Regions from separate parts of the Pan troglodytes genome. Here all the other regions are linked to region 1. A link is a contact called in public HiChIP or PLAC-seq and capture Hi-C data. All regions are on one chromosome and are shown on one strand. The core of a region is the stretch at or near the end of the contact, and the rest is flanking DNA. Distances in the headings are between cores, read along the strand shown. Region 1 holds the start of AMACR (alpha-methylacyl-CoA racemase). Region 2 holds the start of TARS1 (threonyl-tRNA synthetase 1). Region 3 holds the start of DNAJC21 (DnaJ heat shock protein family (Hsp40) member C21).

The links. HiChIP or PLAC-seq counts read pairs in DNA pulled down with a chosen protein or histone mark. Capture Hi-C pulls out chosen DNA fragments and counts their contacts.
Region 2: a contact with region 1 is called in a capture Hi-C map of stem cell-derived neural stem cells, with 5 times the contacts expected there. The contact joins the promoter of TARS1 here to the promoter of AMACR in region 1. A contact is called at or near these places in 1 of 1 datasets of contacts at active chromatin or transcription factors (stem cell-derived excitatory neurons) and 1 of 1 other capture datasets (stem cell-derived neural stem cells).
Region 3: a contact with region 1 is called in an H3K4me3 HiChIP or PLAC-seq map of stem cell-derived excitatory neurons, with 2.6 times the contacts expected there. The contact joins the promoter of DNAJC21 here to the promoter of AMACR in region 1. A contact is called at or near these places in 1 of 1 datasets of contacts at active chromatin or transcription factors (stem cell-derived excitatory neurons) and 1 of 1 other capture datasets (stem cell-derived neural stem cells).

Annotation. Positions count from the first base shown.
Region 1 is chr4:78,766,896-78,770,181 of NHGRI_mPanTro3-v2.0_pri, reverse strand. It overlaps AMACR (alpha-methylacyl-CoA racemase), which reads right to left and starts at 2,018. Exons shown (of 6, transcript XM_009449327.5): 1 at 1,661-2,018. The coding sequence starts at 1,907.
Region 2 is chr4:79,334,705-79,338,097 of NHGRI_mPanTro3-v2.0_pri, reverse strand. It overlaps TARS1 (threonyl-tRNA synthetase 1), which reads left to right and starts at 1,467. Exons shown (of 19, transcript XM_001153971.6): 1 at 1,467-1,843. The coding sequence starts at 1,787.
Region 3 is chr4:77,858,553-77,862,131 of NHGRI_mPanTro3-v2.0_pri, reverse strand. DNAJC21 (DnaJ heat shock protein family (Hsp40) member C21) reads left to right here and starts at 1,979. Exons shown (of 13, transcript XM_016953446.4): 1 at 1,979-2,321. The coding sequence starts at 2,225.

The DNA.
Region 1 (3,286 bases), core at 769-3,268:
ACATCTCTGTTTCCCTCTAGGTTTATCCAAGCCTATTTATTCAATCCCCAGAGCAGGGTCTCATCCCTTTAGTAAATCCCTTTTCTCTTTTTCTATACCGCATCAGTGTTTACCACATCCCACCTTAGCTGCACTTGCTTGTACATGCATACACTTATCTTCCCTATCAGCTCATGAGCTCCTCCTGCAGAATTTACACCTGATGTTTCCATAGGCGCTAAAGTGCCTAGCATCAGTACCTTCACGAAAAAGTTTAGCACCCATCTGTAGAAAGAGTGGTTAGTGACAATAGTACCTGAGAGTTTTTAAGCTATCAACAAGTATAGTATTTATAGCACAAACCCCAGGTAACCAGCACCTGAAATTTCCTGGGATTAAAAGTAATCAAAATTACATAATAAACTCACTATCTTTACCTTCCTAAGGCTAAATAAATCACAGAAAACCTCTAGTCATCTACCTAAACACCAGTCACAACTCCTCACCCGGAGGCTATATCCGTATTCCCAGCCGACCTTCCTCCTAATTACAAGACCTTGGACAAGCCTCCCTCATCTTAAATGGAGCATTCTTAAATTATTACATAATCTTAATTATTAAATCATTATTGTTACAAGCCTCAAATACAGCTGTGAGGGTTAAATGAGTTAACGCATTTAAATAAGCCGGCTGTGCCGTAGGCATTCATTCATTCACCATTTACCGATTTCCCACTATAGACCAGGCAATGCTTTGGATTTCTACTTGAACAAAGTTATTCTGGCAGCTGTCTGAGAATCCACTGGAGTGATACCAGCCCCAAACGCCAGTTTTTAAAAGGCTGTCACGCCAGTGTCAAGGCAGTTGCAGCAGGTATGGAGAGAAATAGTCCGAGTGGGCTAAGGAGCAAAATGACTGTATTGATGATCATTGAAATTGGATGTGAAAGGAAGACTGGAGTCCATGATGAAGTACAAGTTTGAGATTCAGGCATTCACTGAAATAAATAATACAGAAGGTGGAGATGCTGTTTTAGAAGGAAGAAGGAAAGGCTCATTTTGGGATTTGTGGAAGCTGCCTGGCGGGCAGCCTTGACGGCGATGCCCAGGACCTGTGTATGCCAGCGTCTGCCGCTCTGAAAGGTGGAAGTCTACAAAAAGGTGAAAATGATGGGAATGGGTAACTGGGCTTCAGGGAGCAGATGCTGAGACTTAGAACGCCAGCATTTCAGGCAGGGAGGAGCGTTAGCCTGGGCCCGTGGATGGCTTGAGGGTACAGCACTCCAAAACGGTAGCCGAATGACCGCCTATATGCAGTTTTCCAGGAAGGGAATCCTATGGCTTTCATTAGATTCTCACAGGGTTCAAGACCCTCAATTAATTAAGAAAGGCAAATACGGAACGTTTCTTAGGAAAAAAAAGGAGGAATTTGGGAAGGAGTCAGAGAGGCAAAAGGAGAAACCGGGCAACAGCAGTATCTCAGAACCCAAGTTTTGGACAATCCAGTTTGGGATGAATGATCACTAACAATACCCTAGGAGGCAAAAATCTGGAAGGCTGGGGCCGACAAGGGTTCTTGCGGCAACAGGGCAAAGGTGTGGCGGGTGCAGCCTCGATCGAACGGCCAGACCCCTCCCCTCCGCGGGAACTTCCCGAGAGCAGCCCGCGGGGCCCGGGCTCACCGCGGCGGAAGGGCTCCAGCAGCACATCCGACCGCTTGCACAGACGCCGCAGCACGGCGGCTCCCCGCGGCTGCTTCAGGTCCAGCACTAGCGAGCGCTTGCCCCGGCCCAAGCGGCTCACGTCGTAGCGGGAGCCGGGCCGGTCCACGCGTACCACCCGCGCCCCGAAGTCAGCCAGGACCATAGCACAGAACGGGCCCGGGGCCAGGCCGGACAGCTCCACGACCGAGATGCCCTGCAGTGCCATGGCGCTTCCCAGTGCCCCGCTGAAGGAAACTGAGCAGCCCTTAGCCCCAGCCCAGCAGCCTGCAAGAAGCCCTCCCAATCCCCGGCGCCACGCCCCCAGCCGCGGCGCCGCGCCCCAAAGGCACCACCCCCGTCCCTCTTTTGTGGGCCTGCGCAAGCCCGCGGAGTCTGCGCACTGGGCGCTTCCTCACCCCCGGCCTCCCGGGACCGCCAGTGCCAAAGGCAGTAGGTTGCTTTCCTTTTTGTGCAACCTAAATTCCTGAGTCTTAAATTTCAGGGACCGACCTTTGGAGCTCCTGCCTGTTACCGTCCTCTCTGGACGCTTTTATTGTACCATGGCGATCCCCAGCCCAACTGTACCATTCGAGTCCCTACTCCTGCCTCGCTCTAGGGAAATAAAATAACGTAAACACGTAAGAACAATGCGAAAGCGTTTTCTTCCCTAGGCTGCAGATTGTCTTCTTCACCCTAGCTAGCTAGCTGGGAATTTAATCCAGAAACGGCTTGCAATACCTCCTAGATGCACTCGTTTTGAGTTACAAACTCCGCGGATTACATGTCTTTTTTAAAAAGTTTAGACTACACTAGGAAAATTATTTTAGTATCAGAAGAATATCAGGGGTGTAGTACTCATCAGAGCTAAATGAGAGCGCTTTAAAAATGTTAGTTTGTCTTCCGCCATTTCTACAGAAAGCTGCAATTTCAGGTTTTCAACCTAATAGGTGATATTTAAGAAAAAAAAAAAAAGCAATCGCAAATAGCCCCACTGCTTTTACAAATCATTTTTTCTCTTCTAGGTATAGCCTGTCAGGTGGCCTAATGTAATTTTTGACATCTCTAGGAATTTTAATAGAACCAGAAATGGGTGCCAGAGATATGCCTGCACTAATCTTAAGTGGGGATTTATGTATTTCTCAAGCAAGTGATTAAAGCAAAACTAGGCACGATTGAAATCAAGATCTTTTAGGCAAGAAAGTCATGATGAATTTTAGAATTATTTTAGGACTCTGTGGCTTTCTCTTCATAGAAATAGAAAAAAAAATTGTATAAAACCACAAAAGGTCCTGAATAGCCAAAGCAACACTGAACAAAAAGAACAAAGCAGGAAGCAACACACTACCAGAATTCAAATTATACTACCAAGGTGTAGTAACCAAAACAGCATTCTATTGGCATAAAATAGACACAAAGACCAATGGAACAGAATAAAGAACCCCTAAATAAATCCATATATTTACAGCCAGCTGATTATCGATAAAAACACCAAGAACATACATTAAGGACATTCTATTCAATAAGTAGTGCTGGAAAAACTGGAAATCCATGTGCAGAAGAATGAAACTAGACCCCTATCCCTCACCATACACAAAAATCAACTCA
Region 2 (3,393 bases), core at 218-2,717, 570 kb before region 1:
CTAACATGAGGAACATTAATAGAAAAAACATACAAATTTACTTAACGTGTATACACAGGAAGAATCACAGCGTGATTACCCACCCCTCAGAGGGCTTCAGAAGCTTGTGGATACAATCCCAGCGACACAGGTTATGATAGGGAGAAGAGGAATTCTGTTGAGGGATTACAAGGGAGAATGAATGTATCAGGAACACATTAATTTGTACAACATCTTGTGAAAGGGTCTGCTCAGGTGTGATGACTACATTCTTGGTCTTACAGGGAGGCAACAAAAACAATTATGTTCCTTGTGATGTGTCTAAACTTTATCCTTTGCTTTGGCAGAGATGGCGTGGGGATTTAGGGGAGTGGGACCTTAAGGCTTCTTCAGTTCAGATGTCAAAACGCCATTATTTGGGGGTATGTTTCTGCGCCTCCAACACTGTTTAACAGGGAGGCTTGTTTCATCCAGTAAGGGGGTCAAGAAATGGTTCCCCGAAGAAAACGATTCTTGAAATCTGACAATAAATGAGGTGTCAAACAGGCAAAAAGTGTGTCGGAATGAGCACGGATGAGGGTAGGGTGGAAAAATCTTGGTACTTACTCTGTGGGAAGACCTGAGGAAAAAAAGCCACTACAGTTTATAGTTCAGTGTATGGTGGGCGAACGAGATGAAGCCGAAAACTTGGACAATCAGGGATTGTCCAAGAGCAAGGGAAAGCCACCAAAGATTTTTCAGCAGATTGCCGTGATCATATTTGTATTTGAAGACTACAACGGTGCTGTATGAAAAATGGATGCACAAAGTCGAATTCGGAAGCTATTGTTCCTGGAAAGTATAAACCTGAAGGCGGAGAGTTGTAGAGAACAGAACTGATGTTTAAAAAGAAAAATCCACAAAACGTGGTGGTGGAGCACGTACCTGAAGTTGTGCCTATTGCGCTTCTGATTTCAAATAAGTAATTGTTTTAAATTGCCTACTAACATAAAAAAGCCCAGTCGATTCCAAACACTGGCACCCAGGCGTGAGAATCCATGGTTATTTCCTTGGGTGAGCTTTATTGTTATTTTTGCGGGCGCTATGGAAATGCTCCTCCAGGCAGTACAGATCAGCAGCGGCTCGTAGTGAAGAATGTTCAAGGAAGAGTTTGTCCCGGATCAACAGGACATGGGGCTTGGGGAGCCTGGACTGCCATGAGGAAGGTCGATTCACCACTACAGACAGGGAGCCTGAGGCCTGGGTGGTGCCGACAAGTCGGCAGTCACGCCAGGTCAGGAAGCGCCGAAGCCGCGGGAAACCCTGGACTCCATCCCGGGATTTGTCCCCGTGTCGAAGATGGTATCCAGGTCGCCGAAAACCTCCCGGAAGTTTAGACCAAGACCTACTTATTATCTACGGTGTCCGGGAAGGTCCATGATTGTGCCACATAAAGTCAGAAGGGAGTAAAGGCGCACGCGCATTGGGGACTTGACTCTGGAAAGCGTGCAGACCAAGGTCAGCGGAGAGTAGGCATGTAGCTTCTGCAGTTGCTCCTCCTCACCCTCCGCGACCTGATTTCCTAGAAGGGCTCTGTCACCCGAAAAGATTTTCCACTGGCTTAGAGGAGGGAGGGCCCGCCTTCCCCCGTTATCCATTGGCTGCTCGTTCCGCCGCAAGTTGGGGGCGGGGTTAGGGCGCCTTTCGATTGCATCAGCTGGTCCAGCCGAGGCCAAGTCCCGGGCGCTAGCCCACCTCCGACCCGCCTCTTGGCTCCTCTCCTCTAGGCCGTCGCTTTCGGGTTCTCTCATCGCTTCGTCGTTCGCCAATGTTTGAGGAGAAGGCCAGCAGTCCTTCAGGGAAGATGGGAGGCGAGGAGAAGCCGGTGAGCAAACTTGGTGGGACCCAGAGACCAGCCTGGGACTCTAGTGGGTGCAGACGCTACGCTCGCGGCGGGAGCGGGGGGCAGGAAGCAGGAAGCGGCCGGGACCGCGTGGGTCGGAGAAGTGGGGGATGGTGGGACTCCTGGAAAGTCGGAACCCCCTTTGGGAACCATCCATTCATAAATTAGGGTGGGGCCTTGCAGTTCATCTGTGGGTCCATTCTCTTTACAGATGAGGAAACAGACCTTGAGTGAGCGACTTGTTCAGAGCCTCACATCTACAGTAGTTAGACGCGGAGACAGAATCAGAATCTTAGGCTTGGGGCTTCCAAACTTGCGTTTATGGCTTACTGTAAGCGGGAAACACATTGCAGAGCCTTATTTAATCAATCTCCTAAGATCCTGCGGGGGTAAAGAGCTCCATTTTAAGGAAAGGAAAACCGAGTGCCCGAGATCTGACCCAGCTTGTCCAAGTTTGGGTGGTTAAGTATACATTTTGCCCGGCACTGATCTGGGCGGTGCATGTGGGAAGATGAATAGGGCCCAGTTCCCCGACTTTGAGGGCCTCACAGGCTGATGTGTAAGAGACAGGAAAACAGCCCTAGTGCTTTGTGATCAACCTTGTGGTATTACAGAAGAGGAAGTTTAGGAAGGCACTTTAGAATTTAGTTTGGAAGAATGATTTCACCAGGTAAACAGGCAGGACGGGGCTTCCCACGTAAAGGTAGGGAAGGCAGTGAAAAGGGGCACGCAGGTGAATTGTCTTTCGGGTTGTTTGCAAGAGATATGCAAGAAGGGTTAAAGGAACAGCAATCAGAAGGATCTTAGGCAACAAGGATGTTTGAAACTTGTATTCTATACATGAAGGATCTTAAGCGGGAAGACTGTATTTGTAAAAGTCACGCTGGCATTGGGATAGAAGGTTAGGCCACATGCAGAAGGCTGTTGTAATAGTCCAAGTGAGAAGTGGTGACGTCTTCAGCTAAGGAATCCTCTATCCCAAGTCTGACAGGACAATTCACTGAAAAGCCAAAATTTTTTCTTGATTGTCCACTCGAGATTGAATGGAGAAACTGCATACGGGCACATTCTAACTATGTAAATTTAATTCTAGATGATAAATGGTGACTATACATAGATTTTTTTTCACATAAAATGATATTTTTACTGTTTTGTAACTTTTTTTTTTTTTGCTTAATAGAATGTGGTCAACAACTTTCCATGTCCATAAATATTCTCCTGTGCTATTCTTAATTGGACGTGATATGTATGGTTAACAAATATGTAATTTTTCCTTTCTGTAATAATTATACAATAGTTAATATTTATTTTGAGTACTAAATACGAGTTTGGCACTGTATTAATGCATTCCATGAATTAACTCATTCAGTCTTCTTTTTTTTGAGACGGAGTCTCGCTCTGTCACTCAGGCTGGAGTGCAGTGGTGCGATCTCGGCTCACTGCAAGCTCCACCTCCCGGGTTCATGCCATTCTCCTGCCTCAGCCACCAGGCCTGGCTAATTTTTTGTATTTTTAGTAGAGACGGGGTTTCA
Region 3 (3,579 bases), core at 730-3,229, 910 kb after region 1:
TAACAGTTTCCATAGAGAGATATCCTTATATCTCAAATTCCCTTTCACAATTATATGGATATCTTATTTGAGAATTCTTCTGGAATGGATCATCTCTAAAGTCTGGTCATTTAAAGGGCACCAGTTTAATAAAAGATGTTCCTTTATTTATTAGCGGCAGGGTCTTGCTCTGTCACCCAGGGCTGTAGTGTGGTGGTGTGGTCATAGCTCACTGCAGGCTGTAACTCCTGGGCTCAAGTATTCCTGCCTCAGCCTCCTGAGTAACTAGGACTACATGCCCACGCCACCATGCCTGGCTTTTTTTTTGTAGAGACAAGTTCTCACTATGTTGTCCAGGCTTGTCTTGAACTCTTGGGCTGAAGGGATCCTCCTGCCTCGGCTTCCCAAACTGCTGGGATTACAGGCATGAGCCACCACGCCTGGTCAAGATGTTCCTTTAGACTGAAATTTATATCCAGCATAGTTACCTTTAATTATACATGTTATAGGCAAAAATCCTTACTTCAGAAGGTAAAAGAAGTAAGTGATTCCTAGAGGCTGTATCCAAAACCAAATTAAGTTGGAGGGAGAAAATACTCCAAATTAAGTTGGAGGGAAAAAAATACTTTCCTTGTCCGTTTTTTTTTGTCCCTCCCCTCCCCCCGCCCGCCATCCCAATTCTGTTCTCAGGAGGGGAAAGGTTTCATTCTCCCCCAAACTCAGACTTCTCAATCCTTATCCATTACCAATTTACCAACTAACTGAGACTGTGTAGAATCTTCCTCTGGGAAAAAGGGAAGTGTATGAATTCTGAGTAGTGAGTTGGTTGGTCAGTGGCGTGTGAAGTAACCTGATGAAGCTTAGCGTGGGTTTTTTATTTTACTGGGGGCAGCATATTGGGGAAGAGAAGGATAACCTTACTAAACCGCTTGGGTACGCCAACCCTGTGCAATAGATATTAGCAACATAGCTAACCATACATGGTTAGTAAATACAACCCACACCTAACTGATGCATGTAAACATTCCACATTACAGTGAAATATATTGGTGTATTAATGCATTTTAATAACAATTATGGTATTATTTTGATACCTTTCAAAGTGTTTGGAATAATTGTGCAGATCTTCCATCTTGTAATACAATGTAATACAGCTAGTCAGATCAACCAAAACCTACCAGTTAAATACTATCCTTTAACTGCTTTCTTAACCTAAACCAATCTTGGAAAGGTAGGATTAGAGGCCAGAAAGTTAGGATTAAAGTGTGTTGGATGGATAGATCAGCACAATTTCATCCATGTTGGTGGTAAGGCTTTTCATTATTTTTAAGTGTGTTGATGCTTCCCTTTTAAATTGTTTCCGCTTAAATAATCTAACTGTCCTTTCTCAAGCATATTGGTCAAGATGATCAATACCAGAGATCTTAAGTGGCAGCTGAAGAGAATTAAAGAGATTAAAAAAAAAAAACCTGATATTCAGTCCAACCGAATTCTGCTACTGTATTAGCTGAGGAGGCTTGAGCCAACCACTTGACCACTTGGAGTCTGAATCGCCTTATCTATAAAAACGGGGATCCATTGAGAAATTATAATCAGATATTTTCCAGAATCCTCTCCCATCCCAGCTCCTATCTCCCCCTTCAGCCCTCAGGTCGGCTGCCACTCACACTGACCGCCATCTGTGCCCCTCACAATGACACCAGCGTGGCCCTGCCTCCCTTCCGCGCGGCCCCGCCTCTCACCCCGCCGAGGCCCCGCCTCTCACACCAAGGTCCCGCCTTCCTCCTGTTCTTCCCGGCCAAGGCCTGCCTTCCTCCCACGCGGCCCTCCTCTTTCCCCGCCAAGCTCCCGCCTTTCTCCTGCGCGGCCTGCCTCTCTCCTCGCCAAGGCCCCGCCTTCCTTCCTCGGGGCCTCGCCTCTCACCTCGCCGAGGCCCCACCCTCTCCCGCGCGGCCCTTTCCGGCACAGAGCCCACCCCTAGCCCATGCGAAGCGGCGGCCGCCGGCACCGCCCCCTCCGCGCTCTCGCGTGCCGCAGCCCGCGTCGTCTGCCGCCACCGCGCGCCTTCACTGACCTACACCACCGCCGCTGCCGCCGCCGCCGCCGGGCTCGCTGGCTGGCCCGGTGCGGGCGGCGGACTCCCGCCGGAGAGGAGTGCCAGCGCCGCCGCCGCCGCCGCTTCGGCCCGGGCCCGGGCCCCGACCCCGTCCCGGGCCCCAGCGCCGGCCGCCCGCCCGGTCGGGCGATGAAGTGTCACTATGAGGCGCTGGGGGTGCGGCGCGACGCCAGCGAGGAGGAGCTCAAGAAGGCCTATCGGAAGCTGGCCCTGAAATGGCACCCGGGTAAGTACCTGGCCCGCAGCCGCCGCGGCCACTCGGAGAAGCCCGGCCCTCCCCGACCTTCCCTTCCCCCGGGCGGACTCCGTGGAGCCAGCAGAGAGCGACCTGGCGGCCTAGGAGCTCCTTGCCCCGCCCGGCCAGTGCCCGGCGCCGCCCTGCCCGTCTCGGTGGGCGAAGCGCTCCGCCCTGGCGCACCCCGGCTCACACCCCATCTCCTCATACCCGCGACCCCGGCCCCGCATCGCCACTGTAGGGGGAAAACTGCAGTCCAACAACCTCACTTGCTCCCGCTACCGGGTCGCAGACACCACGAGGGAGCAGTCGGGGCCTCGGAACTCAGACCTGCCCCAGGCTTGCCTTTCCCTGCGTCCCTTGCAGCGCAGCCTCTCGGTGTTTTTCCTCCGCTGCCCTCCACCTCGTCCGGGAATCCCAGATACTTCAACCTGATGTTGAAGTTTTCGTTTCTTAGTTAAGAAGTTAAGACACGGGAGCTAGTAAAATATCTTTTCAATAGGGATGCGCTTTTTACGCTGTTTTTTTTTTCTTTTAATAAGCTGTTTAAGCAGACCTTGTACTTCACTTTGGACATGATTCTGCCGGGGAAGGTTTTAATCAGGCGGCTTCCCCAGTAAAGTTTGTATGTTTACTTAGAAGTATCCTTCCTTTGGATGTTTCATTGGTCTGTAATCCAGGCCTGTGTGACTTTTATGAAGTAATCTGATCTTCCAGGCTGGGAAACTAAGAGAGTAGTTGACTTTCAGCTTTTTGAGGTTCATATGAAGAGGCTTTCATATTAGCATTCATCAGTAAACACGGTTACAGAGTATCCAATATATGCAAGTCACTGCACTCTACTAAGTAGATTTGGAAATGCTGAGACAGGGGTCTTAGAGTCTTGTTAGGAAAACAACTTTCTGCTTTACACAAACGAAAAGTTAAATACAACTGCCAGAAAAAAATCGCAACATACATAATTGGTGGTTAGATTAATGGAACAACTAATATATGCTCCAGGAATTCAGGGAGGGAGTTATCATTTTGTATTGAGTCTTCCCCTTCTCAGAGGAGTTTGGACTGGATCGAAGAGGAATGCAATTTGGAAAAGTGAACTCAACAGTATGGAGGATAGCATGGTGGAGGACAAAAGATGTTCCGGGGGACAGTTTGACTGAAGGTGGTGTGCATTGCAGGTCTGAAAAATAGGGATTATGAGAGGAGTGGAAGGAAAGGGCAGGGACCCAAAGTCAAAAGGGAATGGCTA